Linked DNA regions of Ovis canadensis: region 2 is linked to region 1. The links are chromatin contacts, called in public Hi-C maps. All regions are on one chromosome and are shown on one strand. The core of a region is the stretch at or near the end of the contact, and the rest is flanking DNA. Distances in the headings are between cores, read along the strand shown. Region 1 holds the start of ADM (adrenomedullin). Region 2 has its middle 89 kb from the start of SWAP70.

Evidence for each region. A called contact is a pair of places that touch in the nucleus more often than the background predicts.
Region 2: a contact with region 1 is called in a Hi-C map of fibroblasts, with 6 times the contacts expected there. The contact joins the enhancer-like site here to the promoter of ADM in region 1. A contact is called at or near these places in 2 of 2 Hi-C or Micro-C datasets (fibroblasts and lung).

Annotation. Positions count from the first base shown.
Region 1 is chr15:50,253,586-50,259,652 of ARS-UI_OviCan_v2, forward strand. It overlaps ADM (adrenomedullin), which reads right to left and starts at 2,311. Exons shown (of 5, transcript XM_069554409.1): 1 at 2,126-2,311; 2 at 1,943-2,044; 3 at 1,579-1,697; 4 at 1,279-1,428; 5 at 1-1,048. The coding sequence starts at 1,676. The coding sequence ends at 727.
Region 2 is chr15:50,776,790-50,782,856 of ARS-UI_OviCan_v2, forward strand. No RefSeq gene overlaps it. Among named protein-coding and RNA genes, the nearest start is that of SWAP70, 89 kb to the right of the region's middle. Within about 2 kb of position 3,497, the one cell type or tissue checked has open chromatin away from gene starts, as enhancers often do. A contact at or near this core is called in fibroblasts, where this site is marked.

The DNA of each region.
Region 1 (6,067 bases), core at 1,061-3,560:
AAATAGATTATACAGACATGGTGTTTTCTTCTTCCACAAGAGGTAACTCATCTCTTTCACGCGCACACTCTCACATTCCACACAGCAAACAACGTTGCATCTCGCTGAGACATTCACTTATTAAAATAGAGGGGAGGGGAACAATACAATTGCTTTAAAATGCCCTTAATACAATATATAACGTACAAAAATATCTCTATATTTGAAGTTACAAAAAAATCTTGACAACAACAAATTTAAATATTGATAATTACCTCTGTATATACAACACTCATTGCACTTTTCCTCTCTAGGTTTCGGAAAGTTCAAGTAATAGTGAGGCTTGCACCCCGGTGGGGTGACACCCCATCAGGAATCAGTTTGTGGGCGGGCACGGCAGTGGCTCAGACCCTTGCCTCTGAGGGTCTCAGCATTTATTTCGCAGTTTCTCCTCTCCGTGAGCCTGGCAGACGACGCTCCTTTGGATTCCCTCTGCACCCACCTCCCCACCCTGGGAACCTGGCCCCAATTAGTATGAAGAGAACACTGTCTCTCCTCCGCGGAGGACGCGTTCCTGCAAAGCCAGTGCTCGCTGGCTGCCAGACGGTGCCTCCTGGACTCTCGGTCTCTCGGGGCTGTTCTCAGCCCGGGCCCATGGGCTGAGTGAGGGGCTCGGCTCGCGGAAGCCCTCCCGCCCGAGAGGTGCCGGCGAGAGGCGTGCGCGACTGTTCGCTGCTGCCCAGGCGCCTAAATCCTAAGGAGGGTGGCAAATACTTGATGCACCCGGGAGTCCGGGGCCCCTCGCGCCTTTGGCTCTGGAGGCTGTAATAGAGTCCGACCCAAGCCGGCCTCGGGCAGTGAACGTCGGCGTCGACGGCCGTAGCCCTGAGGGCTGATCTTGTTCCTGGGGGCGACTCCGTCCTTGTCCTTGTCCGTGAACTGATAGATCTGATGCGCCAACTTCTGCACCGTGCACGTCCCGAAGCGACAACCAAAGCCCCGCTGGCCCTGGAAGTTGTTCAAACTCTGGCGGTAGCGCTTGACTCGGATGCGGGCTGCGTCAGGACTGCTGGAGACGGGAAAGGAAGGCTATGTGAGACCCCCACCACCACCACTACATCCACCATCATCACCACCACCACCAAGCAGGTCTTTGGTCCCAGGCATCGGGAACGCAGCCATTCTAAGACCGGAGGGAGCTAGAAATTGCCATCTCCATCTCAACTGCAATACAGCCCTGATGATCCCCAGGGCTAGGGCAAAGGAGGAGGGATCCGCAACAGCGCCTGGCATAGTTACCTGGCCTGAGGGCTGCGAGAGGCGCCCTTCACGTCCTGGGGCCGAATAAGAGTCTGGACAGGCCCGGCCTTCATGTCGGCGAGCCCGGTGGGGTAGCTACGGGACTCGCGAAGTTCCCTTTTTCCACGACTTAGCGCCCATTTATTCCATCTAAAAAACAAAGAGACTCCATTCGCAATCGTCCTGGCGAGGTCTTGGCCCATTCCCATTCCTCTTCAGTTCTAACCCCTCGGCGACCACTGGTCAGTTTCCCTTGCCTTGCAGGTACCAGGACTGGGGAAGGCGCTGCCAGCCACTCACTTCTTTCGGAACTCTGCCGCCACGTCGAGCCGTGCGGTGTCCACGCCTAGGAAGATGAGCGAGCCCAGGTACATGAGGGCGACGGGAACCAGCTTCATCCCGGCGGCGATGCGCAGACCCTGGGGAAGGAGAAAAAAGAGCGGAGCTTGAGTGTCCGGGCCTGCCGCACCGGCGGGCGGGGCAAGGAGGCGAGCGGGGGGGCCCCCAGCGCGGCCAGGGTGAGCCTGCACTCCGCCTGACTCAGACGCTTATCTCCCAGGGGCGCAGAGAGGCGCCAGCGGCATTTGCACCCGCCAAGCGGGTGACAGGCCCTGCAGGGGAGGCCGCTGCGCAGCGCCAGGCTCCCAGAGGTTCCCCACTCAACTTCTCAGAATTTGGCTGACGGAGCAGAGGGGACTGGGTCTCTGGAGTTCCAGTTGTGTCCACGAGCTGGGCTCGGGATGTGGGACGCACCCAGCAGAGGACCCTGCAAAGCAGATTGTACCCCTCACTCAGCGCTTCTAGGCAAGCCCCCACAACTTCAACCCGCCCCGCCCGCGGTGCATACCTGCTGAGGGGGTGATCTGCCAAAATTCTTTGGAGTATTAAGTCTGAGACGGCGCTCTGGCAGTGGCAAAACCCCGACGTCGAAGCTGCAGTGAGAAGCCAAAAGTGAGAAGGTTCGAGCTGTTTCGCCTAGTGTCACCAAGAAACCTCTGAGTGGCCGGCTCGCGTTCCTGGGCTTTATAAGAGAGCAGGGGGCGGGGCCTAAGCGCCCTTCACTCCCTCCCTCCCTTCCCTTGGGCGCGCGCTCTATAATCGGGCACGCGCATTGCTTGTCCGTGAGTGTGGGGTTTGTAGGTTGGGGAGACGGGTGTCCCTCGTGCCTAGAAAGTTTTAGAGATGAGCTCCAGGAGACTGATGCAGGAACTGCCCCGGCACAGCGTTCAGACCTTAAGCCGCGACGAAGCAGACCCGGTACAACCTCTTGGGGTCCTTCCTTACCTAGGACCCATGCAGCCCAGAGTGTAAGGTCTGGCACAGAACTGCAAGAGCCAGCGCGGGGTACCACGTGGATGACCCGAACCCCAGACCTCGGGAGCTGTGGCCTCGAGTGGACCGCACCCCGTGCCGGCTTGGTGCCTGACCTGGCCGCGACCCCAGACTCCCGCGGAGCCTCACGGGCAGGACGCAGAGCACTACTGAGAGGAGGGGGGCTCGCCAGCGCTGCCCCCCCCCCCCCCCGCACCCCGAGCGGCCGAGACTCTGGGTTCTGGGGATGGACTGGTAAGATTTCGCAATAGGGGCAAGGCTCCGAAAGGCTAATTTGAGAATTGGGAGTTAGAGTGGGGAGTCACCTGAAGTTTCAGAATTTGCATGCCTGTTTGGAAATATAGGAATAACCAAAATTACGACGAAGAATACAGTTTCGTTTCCCGCCCCCCCCCCCGTAATCAAATTATGCCTTATAAGGTTACAACCTGAGAGTTTGCCTGACTGCCCTTGAAGCCTTCATTCACCCCTTGTAAACGTGAGGATTTACTGCCAAGAGCACACTAATGCTTCACGTATGTTAATCGCTTTACACTTTACAAACCATGGCTACATCCTGATCTCCTTTGATCCTCACACCTACCCTTGAGTTAGACAAGGAAGGTAACATCAATTTCCCACTTGGTGAAATGAGAAAACTAAAGTTCAGCGGGGTAAGCATTTGCTCAAAGTCACACCAAAGGTGGTAAACAGCTCGGCCAGGAAGCATGCATGGCAGACTGGAGTGGGGCGCGGCATGGATATTTTTCTAGGCTGGGGCCATCATCTCCTCAAGGGGGAGAGGAGAGTCCTAGCCCCCGCCCAAGGATTTATGCCTGTTCATGATGAATCACCCCCAAACACGTTTGTCGCCCGTTTATGCTCTTCCATCACTGCTTCTTGACTTCACTTTCTTAAATTCTGGAGGTCAAAATGGGGAGGGAACTTAGCCCCGCGGGACTCCCCCTCTTCTTGCAGGGGAGCTTCTGTAGTTCTGTCACCCACTACCCTGGATACGACGTGTCCTGAAGCTGAGAGTCTAGACTGACAGGAGGAGGGTGAGGGACCACTAGAACTCTGTGGACCAGCTTCCAGTCCTCACCCGACAGCTATTCTCTATATGAACTTGGGCAAGTTACGCCCCCACCTTCTAGCTTCCCCATCTATAACTTGCCCTCAGCAGATCCCTAAGCTCCCTACCTGCCCTGCCACTCTAGTTCTGAGACCCAGTGCACAGACGGCTGGCGCTGGGGCGCGCACGGACCTTGCCTGGCCTGGGCAGAGCACTGCTGCCTCAGCCGCCTTTTCACTCCCAGGAATGACCGGTGGACATTGCACTTGGGGAAGGAATGGTCGCCTCGAAGCTATTTATTCTGAGGGCTCTTCCCGGAGGGAGTCACCTGAGCGGACCTCAGTTCCAGCTCCGGATGAGGGACAGATCCCTGGGCTCGGACTTGGGCTGGACACGCAGAGGGTCGGATGGTTCGGGCCGCGTGTCTGGCCTCTGGGCAGTCGCCGCAGTAGATGAGGTTTGGCGGCTGGTCGGCCCACACCGCAGACTGCAGGTTATTACTGAACGCTTGCTCTGTTTCCAGGAGCCGCCCCAGTCCCAACTATTCTGTTTTTCTCGCTCGTCTCCCATTTCTCATCGCTTTCTTTCAGTTTGTCCGCTGCGAGTCTGACTTTTCGCAGCCACCCTGTCTAGGACTCGCTGTCTGTCACTCTTGTCTGCGGATGCGACCTACTCGTCGCCAGCTTCCACCTGGGTCCGTGCCAAGACAGGTTTTTACTTTCATTTCCCCGGCGCGCGCCTCCGACTGCTGGGGAGGTCAAGGACAGCTGGGCGCCGGCCCACAGCCAGGGAAGGTCCCGTGGTCTGGACTCGTTCCTTCCAGTTCCCTCCAGCCCTGGGGGGTTTGGTCTGCAGAGGTCTCTTCAGCTGCACCTCGTGGCCTCCCCGCTGTGTCCTTTAGGAGAGCCCTGATTCCAGGAGAAAGGGAGGGTGGAGGGGATGAGGGAAGGAATGAGGGTGGAGGGCGCTGAGCTCCCGCTCCCGCTTAAGGACCGCGAAGCGTGCTCTTGGTGCAGAGTTAGTTTTGCGCTACTAGAGGCTTCAACAAGCAAACCCGACCCAGAAGTGGAGATTCCACCGAGCTCCAGTGCCTACGCCAGCGGCGTAGGGGCGGTGCCAGGAATTCCCACCTGAGAGCCTTGGCACGCTCCTTATCAGCCCCAGTGCGCCTTGTAGCTCTGGCACTTAGAAGTCCGAAGCTTGAGGACGCCGTCAAGTCTTTCTTTAAGTAGAGTCCTGGCTAGGCGGCTCAGGATTTTGCTAGAACACCCGTATCTTCGAAAGTGTGTGTTTACGTGGGTCGGCGACGAGGGCCATAGGGTTTTCCCAAAGTGCCGTGGAGGATAAGTTGAAACATAGCTATAAACTTTGCCAAATGTTGGCATCCGTTTTTTTTTCCCCCTTGGAACCTGGGGTTCGTTTACTTACTGTTAAAGGCGGGGACAATCACTAGAATGCATTCACGGTTGAATATCGGATTTGGAAAGAAACAGCCTAAAGGAGTTCTGCTTTTGGCGATTTGTGGAGTTTCATCCATTCAAGTTGCAGTGATTGTAGATTCGCACAGAGTACAAGGAAGGAAGGAAGGAAGTGCAGGAAGAAACATCTTTAAAATCTCACTGGCAAAACAAGTGAGAGAAACAGAAGAACAATCTGGTTAATGAAGATCCACTTCTTTTTTGTGTCCAAGAATTTTTAAAAGGTCATGTTGTAAATAAACCCCCAAAGCATTGTAATAATTATATGTATGCTGACATCATATATACAGATATACAAACATGCCAGAAGCCTTGTTGTATAATGGTGTCTCAACTTCACATTCCAACTGAATTATTTTTAGGCCCTAAATCCAAGCCTTATTCTTAGTAATGTTTGGAGTTTTAAAAAAATTTTGGTGGTGGCTTCTCAGTTAACACTGTGGACGCAATTCCTAAAGCCAGTGTGACCACACTCAGGTCATGAAGAAAAGAAATGAGAAACAATAAATAGTATTAATAATATTAATAAGAATAACTAAACTTGAGTAGCTAAGTGCATTGCATAATTATCTCTGATGCCTCTTTCTTCAAACAGGAATGTTTATAATGCATTTATTATTCATATGGTTCAAAATGCCTCTGCTGAGGCTTATTTACCAATTTCATTTGAAAACAACTTTCAAGAAACATCTGGGAGTCAAAATACCAAGTGGTTTAGAGAAAGGAGCTAATCGGCTTCTCAAATTTAGTCAGGAGAAAAAGTAAAGCAGGGTACAAAGGTCAGGGTACTTGTTTTTGTTTTTTTTTTTAATCTGACTTCTCTAAAGCTAATAAGATATAGATCCTTTCCAGAAAAATGCACATGTACACAAACTAAGTTAAGTATAAAATAAACATACAATTTCAGGAGGTGGACCAAGTAAAGAAT
Region 2 (6,067 bases), core at 2,247-4,746, 520 kb after region 1:
AGCTCCACACGGGCCACCCAGCCCCCAGCAAGACTATCTGAGAAGCAAGCCTCCCGTGTGGAAGCGAGGGTTCCCACCTCCCTCCAAGAGGAGCACAGACCGAGGCCGCTCGCCTGCCCACCCCGCTCCGTCACACGACTCAGCAATGCAGGGCCTTCCAGGAAACTGGTGGGCCTGGCCAGAAAAAACAGCTCCAGGGCTTAGAGTCAGGATGCTCCTGCGATCCTGCTGAGATCTGGTCCTGTCTGAGCCTCTGTTTCCTCGTCTGAAATGTGAGGTTGGGCTCCTTTCCCCTGCAGCTCCAGCAGCTGCGCTGCTCTCCCGCCCCTGGCCCCATCCCAGTCTAAGGCTCGGACGGCAGAGGCCTGGTCCCTGCAGAGGGCCCCCGCCTGGCCTCAGCACGTCCACCTCCTCACTCCCCGCGGGCCCCCCGAGGTTCGGCGTGGGCCCCCGCCAGAGGAATGTGAGCCATTCCCGGCATCTCCTCCCCTGTGGCCAGCTCGGAGAGAGGCTGGGGCCTCTGGGCCACTCTGACAGGAAATTAGCTGGGCCTGGCCTTCCCCACCACCAGCTGCTCCGCTGACCCTGACCCTGTGTTTTCCGAAACCTGATACTGCAAATTTCACAGCCTCTTCTCCTGGCAGGGCTCTGGGGCTAACGAGCCTCCAGCCTACACTCGGGCCTGCCTTCCTGCCCAGGGACAGGGCCGCCTCGCCTCCAGCCCCTGCTGTGACCCCAGGCCGGCCCCACCCTCCCAGGAGAGGCCTCTCCCCTCTCTGCGCGGTGGTGTTGGGGGGCGGTTCTCTGACTCTCCTCCTGAGCAGCCGGTCCCCTGCCTCTGCAAACCTGGCAGGGACACAGGTGGGGAACATGGCGATGGGGAGGGGTCCTCACCCTCTTCCCCAGAGGGACAGCGGTAAAGAATCCACCTGCAATGCAGGAGACCTGGGTTCAATCCCTGGGGTGGGAAGATTCCCTGGAGAAGGGAATGGCACCCCACTCCAGTACTCTTGCCTGGAAAATCCCATGGACAGAGGAACCTGGCCGGCTACAGTCCATGGGGTCGCAAAGAGACATGACTGAGCAACTCACACACACACACACACACCCCTTACCCTCTTGCCAGGAGCTTTCGTTTTGCTCTTTTGTAGAATAATTCGGGAAGGAAACCAATAAAACTCACCTAAACTACCAAAAAGATAAAAAAAAAAAAAGGCAGAACCCATTCACGGAGTGGCTGTAATAGGGAAAACAGGTTGGAGGCTGGTAAGAGAGGATGTGGAGAGCCACTCTGGAGGCTGCTGTGGTCCAGGGAAGGGTACGGCAGCCGAAAAAGACAACTTCCTACTTCGGAAGCAGCAACGCCATCTTCAGTCACCCTGGCCAAAAAGTCGAGGTTTGTCCTTAAAAGAATTTTCTTCTCTCTCACACCTACAGCCCATCCATCAGCAAATCTTGACTACTCTGCCTTCAAAATACATCCTCAACTGGGCAAGCTGTCACCACCTTTGCCACTGCAGCGCTGGGCGAGCTCCCCCTGGATTTCTGCAGGAGCCTCCTAACTGGCCTCCCTGCCTCCACCTTGGACCCCATTAGTCTGTTCTCAGCACAGAAGCCAGAGCGGCCTTTGAAACCACAGAAGAGCATTGCTTCTCTGTCGAGCACCCTCCAGCCTTCTCTTCTTGAAGTGAAAGCTTCCTAACCTCGGCTTGCAAAGCCCTTGTGGGTCTGTCCCTCTGACCCCATCTCCCACCTCCGTACCCCCGTTCACTCTGCATCGGCCACACTGGCTTCACCGACGCTGCTCAGACATGCAGAGAAGTCCTGCCTCTGGGCCACCTCACTCGCCATTCCCTCTTCCTAGAAACACTCCTGCCCCAGCGACCTTCAGGCTCACCCTCACTCTGTTCACATCTCCGCTCAAACACTCCCTGACCGGAGACTTCCTGAGCCCCCTCAGCCCCTCTGCAGGCACCCCAAGCCCCTCGCCCTCGTGGTCGTCCCACAGCATTAACCACCTTGCACATAACTGCTTCGCGTCTGTCTCCCCCTTCAGAAAGCACACTTCCAGAGGGCAGTAACTTTTTGTTCCCTGTCTATTTTTCAGCACATAGAAGCTTTGCTGAGTACAAACAGGCACATAAGCAGTCACTTGATAAAAACACCTATGGGGACTTCCCTCACAGCCCAGTGGTTAAGACTTAGCCTTCCAATGCAGGGGGTGCAGGTTCAATCCCTGGTGAGAGCCCACATGCCTCAAGGCCCAAAAACCAAAACACGAAACAGAAGCAATATTGTACCATAGTCAATAAAAACTTTAAAAATAGTTCACATCAAAAAAAACAAAACAAAGCAAACATCTTGTGGAAGGAAGGAAGGCTCAAGGACAGCTGAGGACAACTGCTGGGCTATGAGGCAGAAAACCACGCCAGGCAGAAGGCAGAGGGAGGGGCCGCAGGGCAGGCGCGGCCAGACTTGAGAGCCGCCCAGGACAGGGGAGGAGCCACCTTCCCGAGGCCCGGCCCCCCCGAAGTGTGTCCAGGTGGCCTTGCATTCACCCTCAGCCCCTTCCTGACGACACGTGGCAGGGGGTGGGGTTGTCCCTTACAACCAGTACAGTCTTGACTTCCAACCCCCCACCTATCCACATCTCCACCCCTACTGCTAGCCCCGTGAGCATCCCAACCTCTAATCATTTGTCTACAAATCAAACAGTCCCCAGGCCCCTCCATTCCTATAAGCATCCATCAGCCTAGCATCCGCGAATCCACCCTTCAGCACATAACCAATGCCCTCGTCCTACGTCAGCCTTTCAAAACACGCATGGCAAAGCAGGAGCAGGTTAGGAGAGGGTCTTGAGCACCAGGCTAAGGCAATCCACCTTTATTGCTAAATAGCAGGAAGCTATGGAAAGCTTTTGAGCAGAGGAGTTGTAGAATCACATCTATATTTCAGACAAAGAAAGCTGGCAGCTATGAACAAGATGGACTTGAGGGGGTGGTCAAGGCAGAAAGACCAGTTGGGATAATATTGCAATACCCTAGATGATGAAATAGGGCAGAGGCACAGCCGCGAGGGAAGGGAGAGTCAAGCTGCAGATGGGAACCGCCCTGCAAGCAGGCCTGTCCAGATATGGGGGCCGTCTAAGAGGCCTTGGCTTGGCACCCACCAATGGACCTAGGCACTGTGCTTCCCCATCCTCAAGTGGGGCTGTGCCTTCTGCACATCTGGCCCAAGACATCCTGGATAGGTGGTTCCCAGGGGCCTGCCTCAGAAGTTGTCCTTTCTGGGCCCAGCGCACAGTCCTCAGCCCTACAGCTCAAGCCGCTGACACTTCGAGTACGCAGTCACCCACCAGCCCTAGTCTCACACTTCAGCCCTGGCTGTGGAAAGCTTGGGCCTCTTCTCTGTTAATTTTCTCCAACTCCTCAGAGGCTGGGCCCCAAGCCCAGTGAAGTCACAGTCTGGGAGGCAGCCCTGGCTCCCAGCCCGCCCACAGAGGCTATATTTGGAGCAGGACAACTCCCTGCAGACACACTTGGGACCCACCCTGCAGCGCAGCCCCAACTGATGGTACCAAGTTTCCAAGCAGTGTGAGTGTTGCTCACGTTTTCGCTTGTTTGTTCATTCATTCATTCATTTGCTCACTCGTTTATCCATTCCACAAGTATTTATTGACCACCCCCCCAGCAGGTTGTAACAGGATAGAGGGTGGGCACGTACACAGGCATGCATATATATGAGCACCCGGCTCTAAACAGGGAAGGCAGCACACACTCTGGGCACCCTCCCTCAGGGGCCAGTCGCCCTGGTGACGCAGAATCGGATGCACGTGGTGTCTGCGGGCACCTGTGTGCGCGTGCCTGCAGGCACGTGCTCTCTGAGGAGGCACCTATGACTCAGTAGCACCCCGTCTGTGCGTACCTGCGCGTACCTGCGCGGATGTGTCTATGTGTGTAGGCGGGGCAGAGGCTCTGGCCCCCAGGGGATGGGGGAAATAGTTGTGACTGACTCAGCTGCATATGGTGACTGGGATGCCCGCAGGCCAACTGTGACTTTATGCCCTTGCTTACTTGTCAAGTCAAATCACCAGTGTTAGGTGCAAATATTCTATAGGGAGGAAGAAGAGGCCCTAAGCAGGAGACACTTAGCTGTCTGGGTACAGCCCTAGCTGTCCAAGGGGTGCCCCAGCTGCCCCTCCACTGCAGGTACAGGGGCCCGCATCTCAACCCCTCTGGCCTGGCCTCCAGGAGGCTCGGTGGCCACGCCCCACATGGACGTTGCCAGCACCCTCATCCACCAGGCCCAGAGAGGCAGGACTGCCAGCCTAATCTGTCTTCCAACCACACAAAAGCTCTTCTGTTTCCACCATGTTGGCATCTTTTTCCAACACCCGAGCGCAGGCAGAGCTCAGCAAGAGAAACTGGGAACCTCTTCTGACCTCTGGGGCTCCAGACCCACCGCCTGGGGCATTGCCCTGCCCCCACCCCCATCTCCTCATCTGCATCCCTTGCCCTCTCTCTGCCTGGCTGTCTCTCCTTATCTGTCCCGGGGTCTATCTTTGTCTCTTCTCCAGGCAGGCTGTCTGCAGTGGAGGCTCCCCAACAACAGAGGTGCTGACAGCGAGGGGGTGTGCGAAGGACACTCCGGGTCCTTTCTTGAGCCTTATCAGAAAAGTGAAGTGACTGCTCAGGGCTCAGGCTGGAATTTCGCCCCGGATGACCTTACTCGGCTTGCTGGGGCCTCCCTGGGGACAGCTGGGGTCAGGCCAGGCAGGAAACAGGCCCTTGCTTGTTGGCTGCCCCTCCTCCCTCCTCACCCACTCTCACCCAGGCCAGACGGCCCGCAGATTCCAGCCAGGCGTTTCCACCGAGGGCACAGGGCTGCCCCTTCCAGAGATGCCTACAGCAACAGGGCACTGGGCTGTGTGCCCCAGGGAGGGAGGGGGGGAATGGGGGAGCAGGCATGTCTAAGGTGCCTCCAGGCGCCAACAGGGCCCTCCTTAGGCCCCCCCCCCAGGAGGAAATCCCCAGGGGCTGAGCCAGAAGTGGGGGTGCTTTCACCCTAGCCCCAAGAGGCCCCCCGGCGGCCAGCACCTGCCCGCGCATGCATGTGCCAGTAATGACTAGGGTGGCCCCGAAGCCTGGGCACCTGGGTTTTGTGTCCCCTTGGGCAACTGCTTAACTCTGAGCCTCACCTCCCTCATCGGTAAACTAGGAGAGCAGCGCTGAGTTCCCGGAGTGTTGAAGATAACATGAGCTTGCGGCGGGGCTTGCTCCCTTGGGCCGCGAGACTGGGTGCTACCTCCACCCCGTGCCCTCGCCCCGCCCGCGGGAGCCAGGGAGCAGCGCGCCTGGTCCGGCCGGGACGGTCCGCAGCGCACGCCTGCCCCCTGGCGGCCATGCGGGTCCTCGTGGCCAGCACTAGGGCCTTTCCCCGGCCCGGGGGTTCTGGGTGTGGGACTTTGCCGGGCAGGTTAGAGCGCAGGCATTTGTCTCTTTGTATCCCTGCTTTTCCACATTGGGTGGGTATTTCCTTGTGATAAGAAAAGTTACAAACATTACTACTTAAAAAAAAAATCACATGGAGCCTGTCCCCCAAGGGAATTCTGGAAGTTGGGGGGTTTCTAGCGTCTCCGTTCACGTGAAGTTTCCCAGGGTTGACTGGAAGAGAGAGACCAGGGCCGGCCGCACTGGGGTGGATGGTCCAGATTCCAGGTATGCTGGTGCTAACTTTAAGAAGAAAGAAAGGGAAACGAGTCCCTAACCTCAGGATTGTTGTTTAGTCGCTCAGTTGTAGCCGATTCTTTGCAACCTCACAGACCGTGGCCCACCAGGCTCATCTGTCTGTGGGATTCTCCAGGCAAGAATGCTGGAGTGGGTTGCCATTTCCTTCTCCAGGGGATCTTCCTGACCCAGGGATTGAACCCGAGTCTCCTGCAGTGGCAGGTGGATTCTTTCCCGCTAAGCCACCAAGGAAGCCCAGCCTCAGGATAGGGTTAGGTGAAAGCCACCAATGGGAGGAGAATTGGGGTCAATCAGCTCTGATGGAGCCCAAGTGAAGTCGC